Regions from separate parts of the Pan troglodytes genome. Here region 2 is linked to region 1. Evidence: chromatin contacts called from public HiChIP or PLAC-seq data. All regions are on one chromosome and are shown on one strand. Each heading gives the region's core, a stretch centred on a gene start, on an enhancer-like site or on the middle of the called end of the contact. The rest is flanking DNA. Distances are from core to core; before and after follow the strand shown. Region 1 holds the start of UBE2C (ubiquitin conjugating enzyme E2 C). Region 2 holds the start of ZNF335 (zinc finger protein 335).

The links. HiChIP or PLAC-seq counts read pairs in DNA pulled down with a chosen protein or histone mark.
Region 2: a contact with region 1 is called in an H3K4me3 HiChIP or PLAC-seq map of stem cell-derived excitatory neurons, with 3 times the contacts expected there. The contact joins the promoter of ZNF335 here to the promoter of UBE2C in region 1. A contact is called at or near these places in 2 of 7 Hi-C or Micro-C datasets (induced pluripotent stem cells and stem cell-derived neural progenitor cells), 1 of 1 datasets of contacts at active chromatin or transcription factors (stem cell-derived excitatory neurons) and 1 of 1 other capture datasets (stem cell-derived neural stem cells).

The regions. Positions count from the first base shown.
Region 1 is chr21:52,077,691-52,081,587 of NHGRI_mPanTro3-v2.0_pri, reverse strand. UBE2C (ubiquitin conjugating enzyme E2 C) reads right to left here and starts at 1,802. Exons shown (of 6, transcript XM_514682.8): 1 at 1,472-1,802; 2 at 804-831. The coding sequence starts at 1,572. It overlaps DNTTIP1 (deoxynucleotidyltransferase terminal interacting protein 1), which reads right to left. Exons shown (of 13, transcript XM_016938003.3): 12 at 3,321-3,376; 13 at 2,843-3,204. The coding sequence ends at 3,066.
Region 2 is chr21:52,237,073-52,241,032 of NHGRI_mPanTro3-v2.0_pri, reverse strand. It overlaps ZNF335 (zinc finger protein 335), which reads left to right and starts at 1,931. Exons shown (of 28, transcript XM_063802558.1): 1 at 1,931-2,307; 2 at 2,978-3,228. The coding sequence starts at 3,028. It also overlaps the pseudogene LOC742994.

The sequences.
Region 1 (3,897 bases), core at 553-3,052:
CATATACACACACATATATATGATACACACACACACATATATATGTGTATATATATGAGATATAGATGGGGTTATGCCATCTCTACTAAAAAATATATATTTACATATATATATATAGAGAGAGAGAGAGAGAGAGATTGAGAGAGAGAGATAGACAGAGACAGACACACACACACACTCTGTCGCCCAGGCTAGAGTGCAGTGGTGCGCTCGGCTCACCGCAACCTCTGTCTCCACGGTTCAAATGATTCTTGTGCCTCAGCCTCCTGAGTAGCTGAAATTACAGGCATGCACCACCATGCCTGGATAATTTTTGTATTTTTAGTAGAGACAGGGTTTTGCAATGTTGGCCAGGCTGGTCTCGAACTCCTGACCTCAAGTGATCCGCCCACCTTAGCCCCCCAAAGTGTTGGGATTATAAGGCGTGAGCTACCGCGCCCAGCCTCCCCTTAATCTCATCACTCTGATCCAAAATAAAGCAACCAAATTCATAGGCTAGAAATACCAAGAAGGGCGGGGAGTTGGGTGTGGGTAAAGCTTGGTTGGGGCTAGGAAGTAGGGACACACTGGATAGGGAGGGTCTTGTATGACTTCAGAGAAGTGTTCTAGAGATAACTTCGTGTGGGGGGATGGAATTGGGAGGAGGGACTGCTGGAAGAAATGGTGTAGGTGGGGCGTATGAACTTCTTTCCCAGGAGGGAGCAAATTACATTACCCCTATGTCTAGCAAAAAAGCTGACGGAAGAAAGGAGGCTACTGAAAATTGGATGGAAGGCTGGGGTTCTGGGCACTTAATCACTCACCATGAGGGTCATCAGCTCCTGCTGTAGCCTGAAAAAAGAGTATTCGGGGTTACCTGGGAGTCTGGATGGGCCAGGCCTCCAGACGGTGCATCTTCTCCCACCTGAATCTCAGGGGGAGCCGTCATGGAGGCTCCCCACATCACCAAGGTCAGGCTCAGCTCAGGGTACACTCACCAGATCCACAGGACGATCCTAGCGAGTCCTCACCCTCCCTAATTCCAGACTCCCTCGGGATGATTCTGGCATGTTCTTAATTCCCCAGGCTTTAGCATCTCTTCCTTGCCCGACTCAACTTCTCCCTTCCCCTGTCTCGGCCAAGTCACGAGGGTCCTTGAGCGTCTTCATCTAGGCCCACCAGGGAAGGAGTCTGGCAGCGCCCCTACCCTCCCATTCTCCTTCGGGAGAGTCTCAAAGAACGGTCTGAGCTCCTGGCCTGTCCCCCATCTCTCGAATCTCATCCGCGCAAGGAGGTGAGAGTCCCGGAAGTCTCCGCCCTCGACACCCATAACCAGGGGAATGCCAGGCCCCGAGCTCCTGGTGTGTTCTCCTGCACCCGCAGATCTCCCGCTCCAGGAGGTGGCGGCGGGGGGTGGTCCTAGAAATCTTTGCTCTGGGTACCAATGCCTAGGGCATGGCAGGCCCGGCGAGTGGTAAGCCGCATCACTCACCTTTTGCCCACCGGACCCCGGGCGGCGCCCCCGCTCGGCTCAGCTCCTTTACGGGCGGCGGCAACGCTAGTGGCGGCTGGGTCGCGGTTTTGGGAAGCCATCCGGGCGGCGTTGGCAGAGAGACAGGAACTCGGAGAACACGACTGCAACTGCAGGACTGCGGGCCCGCCCGCCCGCGTTTGAATTGTAACCCTCTGGGGGCGTCGACCAATCAATGGCTCGCTTGGGTTTGATCCAGCCAATGGGACGCTCCGGAGCGCTCTATTGCTGCGCCACTGCTAGACCTACCCACTGGCGCACCGCTATTGGGCGGCAGGATCCCGCTTCTGACAACCGATTGGTAGACGATGCTGCCATTAACTAACGAATCCGTAGCGAATTGGTGGCCTTTGGAAAACGCTAACCATTAAAGGGCCAAGAAAACGTCCACGTGGGATGAACCCCTCCTTCTGGCTACACGTCTTACTCCGCGTGGGAACACTCGGCACGCCCAGCCTTGATCCAATTTCCCTCGGGCAGGGAGTGCCTCCAATCCTGCAGCACTGGTACCCTCCCATCATTATAATCGCCTGGGCACCTTTGCTGCGTCCTAAGTATCTGAAAATCCCAGCGAGGGGAAAAACTAAAGGCTGATGGCCAGAGCAGCAGGCTCCCTATTAGAAAACATAGGTCCATACATCTCCGCAGAGATGACAGAAATAAAAAAAGGCAACATTGGTTCAGGCCGGTCGCAGTGGCTCACGTCTGTAATCCCGAACACTTTGGAAGGCCCAGGCAGGAGGATCACTTGAACCCAGGAGTTCGAGACCAGCCTGAGCAACAGGATAGGGAGACCTGTCTCTACTTAAAAGAAAAAAAGAAAAAAAGAAAAAAAAAAGGCTGGTGAGGTGGCACGAGCCTGTAGTCCCAGCTACTGGCGAGGCTGAGGCGGGAGAATCGCTTGAGGCAGAGGCTGCACTCTAGCCTGGGCAACAGAGCAAGACTGTCTTCAAACAAACAAAAACCCCAACAACACAGGTTCATATCCTGTATATCCTACCTCCCCAGTGGGTAGTGTGTAACCTTGGGGCGGGTCCTTTAGTATCTTAACCTGTAAAATGGGAGCAATAAAAGCCAACTCTATTTTTCATATGATCTGTCATCAAACTCCATCGCATTCTGCCATGTCCTTACATTAGCTGGGTAAGGAAACTACAAATGGGCAAAGGGAAGACGGGCAGGGTACATGGTGCTCCCAGGTTGGTCTTATCAAGCCTGGCTCTATACTGTTATGGGTGAGGGTTATCTCGTCCTTTTTTCCTACACCCACTTCTAGAGCCCTTGATGTTCTGTCAATTCCCACAAGGTAGAGGGCACAGCAGGTTCACCATCTGTGTTTACTACAAACTGTTTAATTGTTTCTTATCCCAATAACTTTACAAATATAGAACCACATGCTAGTCTGGGGGTGCTGTGCAGTGAGTCACTACAAACTCGCTCAGGCACAGCTTAATGCCGCTGAGATCCATCTAGGAGCAGTCCCAGCGGTGGCCTCGGCCACGTGAGGAAGAGGGCTTTGGAGGAGGGCTGCCAAGGGTGGCCAGGGGACCCGGCCTCAGGTCTGTGGAGGTGCTTCAACAGCACGATGCTCATTCTCTGTCCGTAGTGTCTCCATATACTTTCTCATCTTCTCCACCATCCAGGAGGGTAGGACAAAGGATTTCAATTCCTCTAGCTTCAGATCCAGGCATCCTCTGGAACAGACATTGAAGAGAGAAGTTGGGGGAAGTGAGGATGTAGGCCCTGCCTCATTCTAGGGGCTATTTGGAGGCAGGGAGAGGAGAAGGGGCAGGAGACCCACTGGTTTTACCTGTAATCATCACTGGCCGCAAGGTCCCGGATGTCCTCCTCGATGAGGAGGTAGGCCTGAGGCAGGAGCAAGGGAGAGTGGTCATTGCCTGATTCATTTCACTCCAACTCAGTAACACTTCATTAAACATCTGCTTAATGTAAGGCCTGCTACTAGGTGGAAGCAGGGGATGCGGTTTACAATTTAGTACGGAAGAGTAAGTGGGGAGGGATGGGAATGGTTCCTTGAGACAATCTTTTACTACAGTAGATGCTTCATGGATGGGAGAGTAGGGACTGGTGACTTATTTATAGCCTTCTCTTTTAAAAAAGGACCCATTTCTCTCTTGAATGGTGTGGTGAAAATTAAGAAAAAAAAAAAAAAAAGAAAAAAAAGGGATCCACCATTGCTCCTACACCCTTTGGTTAAGATCAAGTATACGAAAGGACCCAAGGTGGGTTATAACAAAATGGCAAGAAAGCCAGCAAAATATATATGGAAACAGGAAATCAGGAAGAGGAAACCATGTGCTCCCTCTGAGGACAAAGATAACTTGGTTTTGAACTTTGCGGCAAAATGGAAAACATGATAAACTGCT
Region 2 (3,960 bases), core at 682-3,181, 160 kb before region 1:
CAGATGTAGGATGCACCCTACTACCCTACTGGCATGGAGGGGCAGATGCTTCTGTAGGGCTGAGAAATGGGGTCCACACGGGAAAACTGCCTGGAGATAGTAAAACCAACATGTCATCATGCCAGGGCTGACCTAGCTCTTCAGAGCTGCTCTGGGGCCTGGTCCTGCTGGTTGCAAGGGATAGGGGATGAGGGTCCTAACCTATCCAGAGGCCTCCTGTTCCATTCCCTCAACCCAAAAGGGAAACCTAGGAAAGAAAACTTTACCTAAGAAAAGGACCAGATGAATCCCCTCATACACAAGTGCACACAAATAACAGCTCAAAGCACCCTTTGTCCTTTTTATTTTTATTTATTTATTTATTTTTTGAAGCGGAGTTTCTCTCTTGTCGCAATGGCACAATCTCGGCAACCTCCGCCTCTGGGGTTCAAGCGATTCTCCTGCCTCAGCCTCTCGAGTAGCTGGGACTACAGGCGCGCGCCACCACACCCAGTGAAATTTTGTATTTTTAGTAGAGACAGAGTTTCACCATGTTGGCCAGGCTGGTCTCGAACTCCTGACCTCAAGTGATCCACCGGCCTCAGCCTCCCAAAGTGCTGGTTATTACAGGTGTGACCCACCAAGCCCGGACCTTTTCTCCTTATTAATAGGTCTTCTCCTTAGGACTTTTTGTTTGTTTGTTTGAGACAGAGTTTCCGCTGTTGTTCCCCAGGCTGGAAGGCAATGGCGTGATCTCGGCTCACCGCAACCTCTGCCTCCCGGGTTCAAGCTATTGTCCTGGCTCAGCCTCCTGAATAGCTGGGATTACGGCATGCGCCACCATGCCCAGCTAATTTTGTATTTTTCGTACAGATGGGGTTTCTCCATGTTGATCAGGCTGGTCTCAAACTCCCAACCTCAGGTGATCCGCCCGACTCAGCCTCCCAAAGTGCTGAGATTACAGGCGTGAGCCACCGCGCCCAGCCTGCTTAGGAGGTTTTTTTGAGATTTCTTCCCCAAAAATTTGTATCTTTCAATTAAGGAAAATAGCCTATGGAACTACAGAGACTTAGGGACAAAAACCAGAGCGCCTTACTCCCTCTTGTGCTCTTCCACTGCAAACTGCTAAAAGTCTTAAAACAGAAGGTGACATTTCCGGAGGAAGGACATACCTTAAGGGCAGCTGACTTTTAATTAAAATTTTTTTTCTTTCTCCACTTTTAAAGGATAGGTAGTTGACTTGTATTTATTTATTTTTTGAAAGAGGGTCTCGCTCTGTCGCCCAGGCTGAAGTGCAGTGGTGTGATCACGGTTCGCTGCAGCCTCAACCTCCCAGACTCAAGCGATCCTCCCACCTCAGCCTCCCGAGCAACTGGGATTATAGGCACGCGCCACCATGCCTGGCTAATTTTTCTTTTTTTTTCTTTTTTTTGTAGAGATGGGGTCTCGCTCTTTTGCCCAGGCTGGTTTGGAACTCCTGGGATCAAGCGATTCTCCTGCCTTGGCGTCCCAAAGTGTTGGAATTACAGGCGTGAGTCACAGCGCCCGGCCTCAGCTCTATTAATGTTAACAAATATGTATACAAACCTAAGGGACAGGCATTAACTTCTTTCCATTTCCCCGACTCCTGCCATCCGTACTTGGCTCCTGAGTCCCTTTATTGGATGTGATTTTGGACCAGCCCTTCCCATACCCAGACCTCAGTTTCCCTATCTGTACAATAATTATACATTCCCTTCCCAACAAAACACATCAAACCTAACGGGCAGAGCTCGATTGGGTTGCAGCAGCGCGCTAAGTAATAAGTAATGAGTCAGGTAAAATGACCGACAACATGAATTACTCTTTGGCCAAGCCAAAGTCGCCCGCGGCCACACGCTCTTCCGGGCTGTTGTAGGAGGGGCGCGGCCAAGCCATCGGGAGCCACGCCCCCACCGGGAGCCACGCCCCCACTGGGAGCCACGCCCCAAGAGAGCGGGGCGCGCATTCGCCGCGCCCAACCCTGCGGCCTAGGGAAGGGACCAGAATGACATCACAACCACTTCCTACGTAACACTCCGCCAAGAGATAAAGTAGTCCCCAAACCATAGTGGGCTCAGTGCCAAACACCGGGCGACGTATAAAGTCCCAGAGTCTGTTCAGACCCGATTATGGTTTTGAGGCCTCGGAGCGACCTTCCGGAACACTGAAAATGTGTCTTTCCCGGGGCCAGCGGGGGAAGTAGTTCCGGCCTACAATAGGCCGATGGGTTCCTCCGCAGCGGAGGAAAGAGGATGGCGACCTCGTCGATGCCGGAGTCAGAGAGGAACGTGGCTACGAAAGCCTCGGGTGAGCTTCGGGTAGAGTCAGGCGGCCCCACCGTACCCTGCCGTGGAGTGAGGTCACACTGCGGGGATACCCGGAGGCGAGGTCCCAGGCCGGCGGGGCTGTCCGAACAGGGCCCCGGGGTCCCAGGCCCTTTAGTCGCTCTCGCACTTGCCTGAGCGGAAACCCGGCGCCACCACAAGATGGCGTCGGGCCTGGAGCACAGGCAGCGCCGGGGACAGCCCCAAATCGCCAGGCCCCGAGACCGTCGCTGTCAGCCCCCTCCGCAGGGGAACCGGGGGGGGGGGGGGGAGCGAACCACTGACCCAGAGGGCCAGCGGGCTGTACCACCGACCCTGCAACCCGGGGGGACGCGGGGGCCGAAGGGCTGAACCACTGGGCCCGGATGGGGCTCACAGAGCGGAACGCTCCACGAGAATCGTGGGGGCGAGGGAAAGGGTCAAGATTACCAGCCATTGACCACCCTCCCGGGAAGGGCCTTAGCCTGGGAAGCACAGCTTCTCCGTCAAGTTTTTCCCGAGCTCCCCTCGCAATACACCAGGAAGCTCCGCCCCGTCGGAGACTCAATCTTCGCATCTGCAAAATGGGCGCAGGGGTGCAAGTGGGTGGGCCGTGGTTGCCGGGGCTGGGGAGATGGCCCACTTGTTCCAGCCACGGTCACCTCTCTTCTCAGAGTGAAGTCCCCAGACCCTACGCCCCGCTGTCAGGCAGCCCGCCGATCAGATGGAGGAGAACGAGGTGGAGAGCAGCAGCGACGCGGCCCCTGGGCCTGGCCGGCCCGAGGAGCCCTCTGAGAGCGGCCTGGGTGTGGGCACCTCAGAAGCCGTGTCCGCCGACAGCAGCGACGCCGCGGCCGCCCCGGGGCAGGCAGAGGCCGATGACTCTGGCGTGGGGCAAAGCTCGGACCGCGGCAGCCGCTCTCAGGTATGGACCGGGCTGGACGGCGTGGGTGGAGGCAAGGACCGCGAGCAGCAGTGCCTGACAGCCAAGAGGAAACAAGGCTTGTTTGTAGCTAATACTTGGTGTTTCTGGTTTACTGTGAGCCAGGCACCAAGCCAAGCCCCTAAAGTGGATTTTCTCATTTGAGCTTCATACCTTCTAAGACACATACCATTTTTTCCCACATCTTATAGAAAAGGATGCCGAGGTACAGAGTGCAGACAGAGCCAGGATTCAAATCTAGGCTGTGGTCTTAGCTACTATACTACCCACAGTCCTCACACTTTGAGAGGCAGATGTCTAGGCCAGGAGTGGTAGCTCATGGCCTGTAATCCCAGCACTTTGGAAGGCTGAGGTGGGAGGATCACTTGAGCCCAGGAGTTGGAGACCAGCTTGGGCAAATAGCGAGACCTCATCTCTACAAAAAAAAAAAAAAAAACAAAACAAAAAAAAACGCAAGTACCCTGGGTTAAGACTGGGTCCTGCCTCCAGTTTACTGGGAGACCTCTTTGAGCCTCAGTATCCCGGCTACAGTAAAGCAGAAATACTTGCTTTCAAGGGTGCTTGATTGTGAGCTCCCACCAGACATCCTCTTGCAAACATTTTGTAAACCATCTCCTCCTGGCTGTGCCACTTCCTAGCCGTGTGATCTTGAGCAAGCTACCCAACATCTAGCTCTGTTTCCTCGTCTGTAAAGTGGGAATGGTAAATATACCT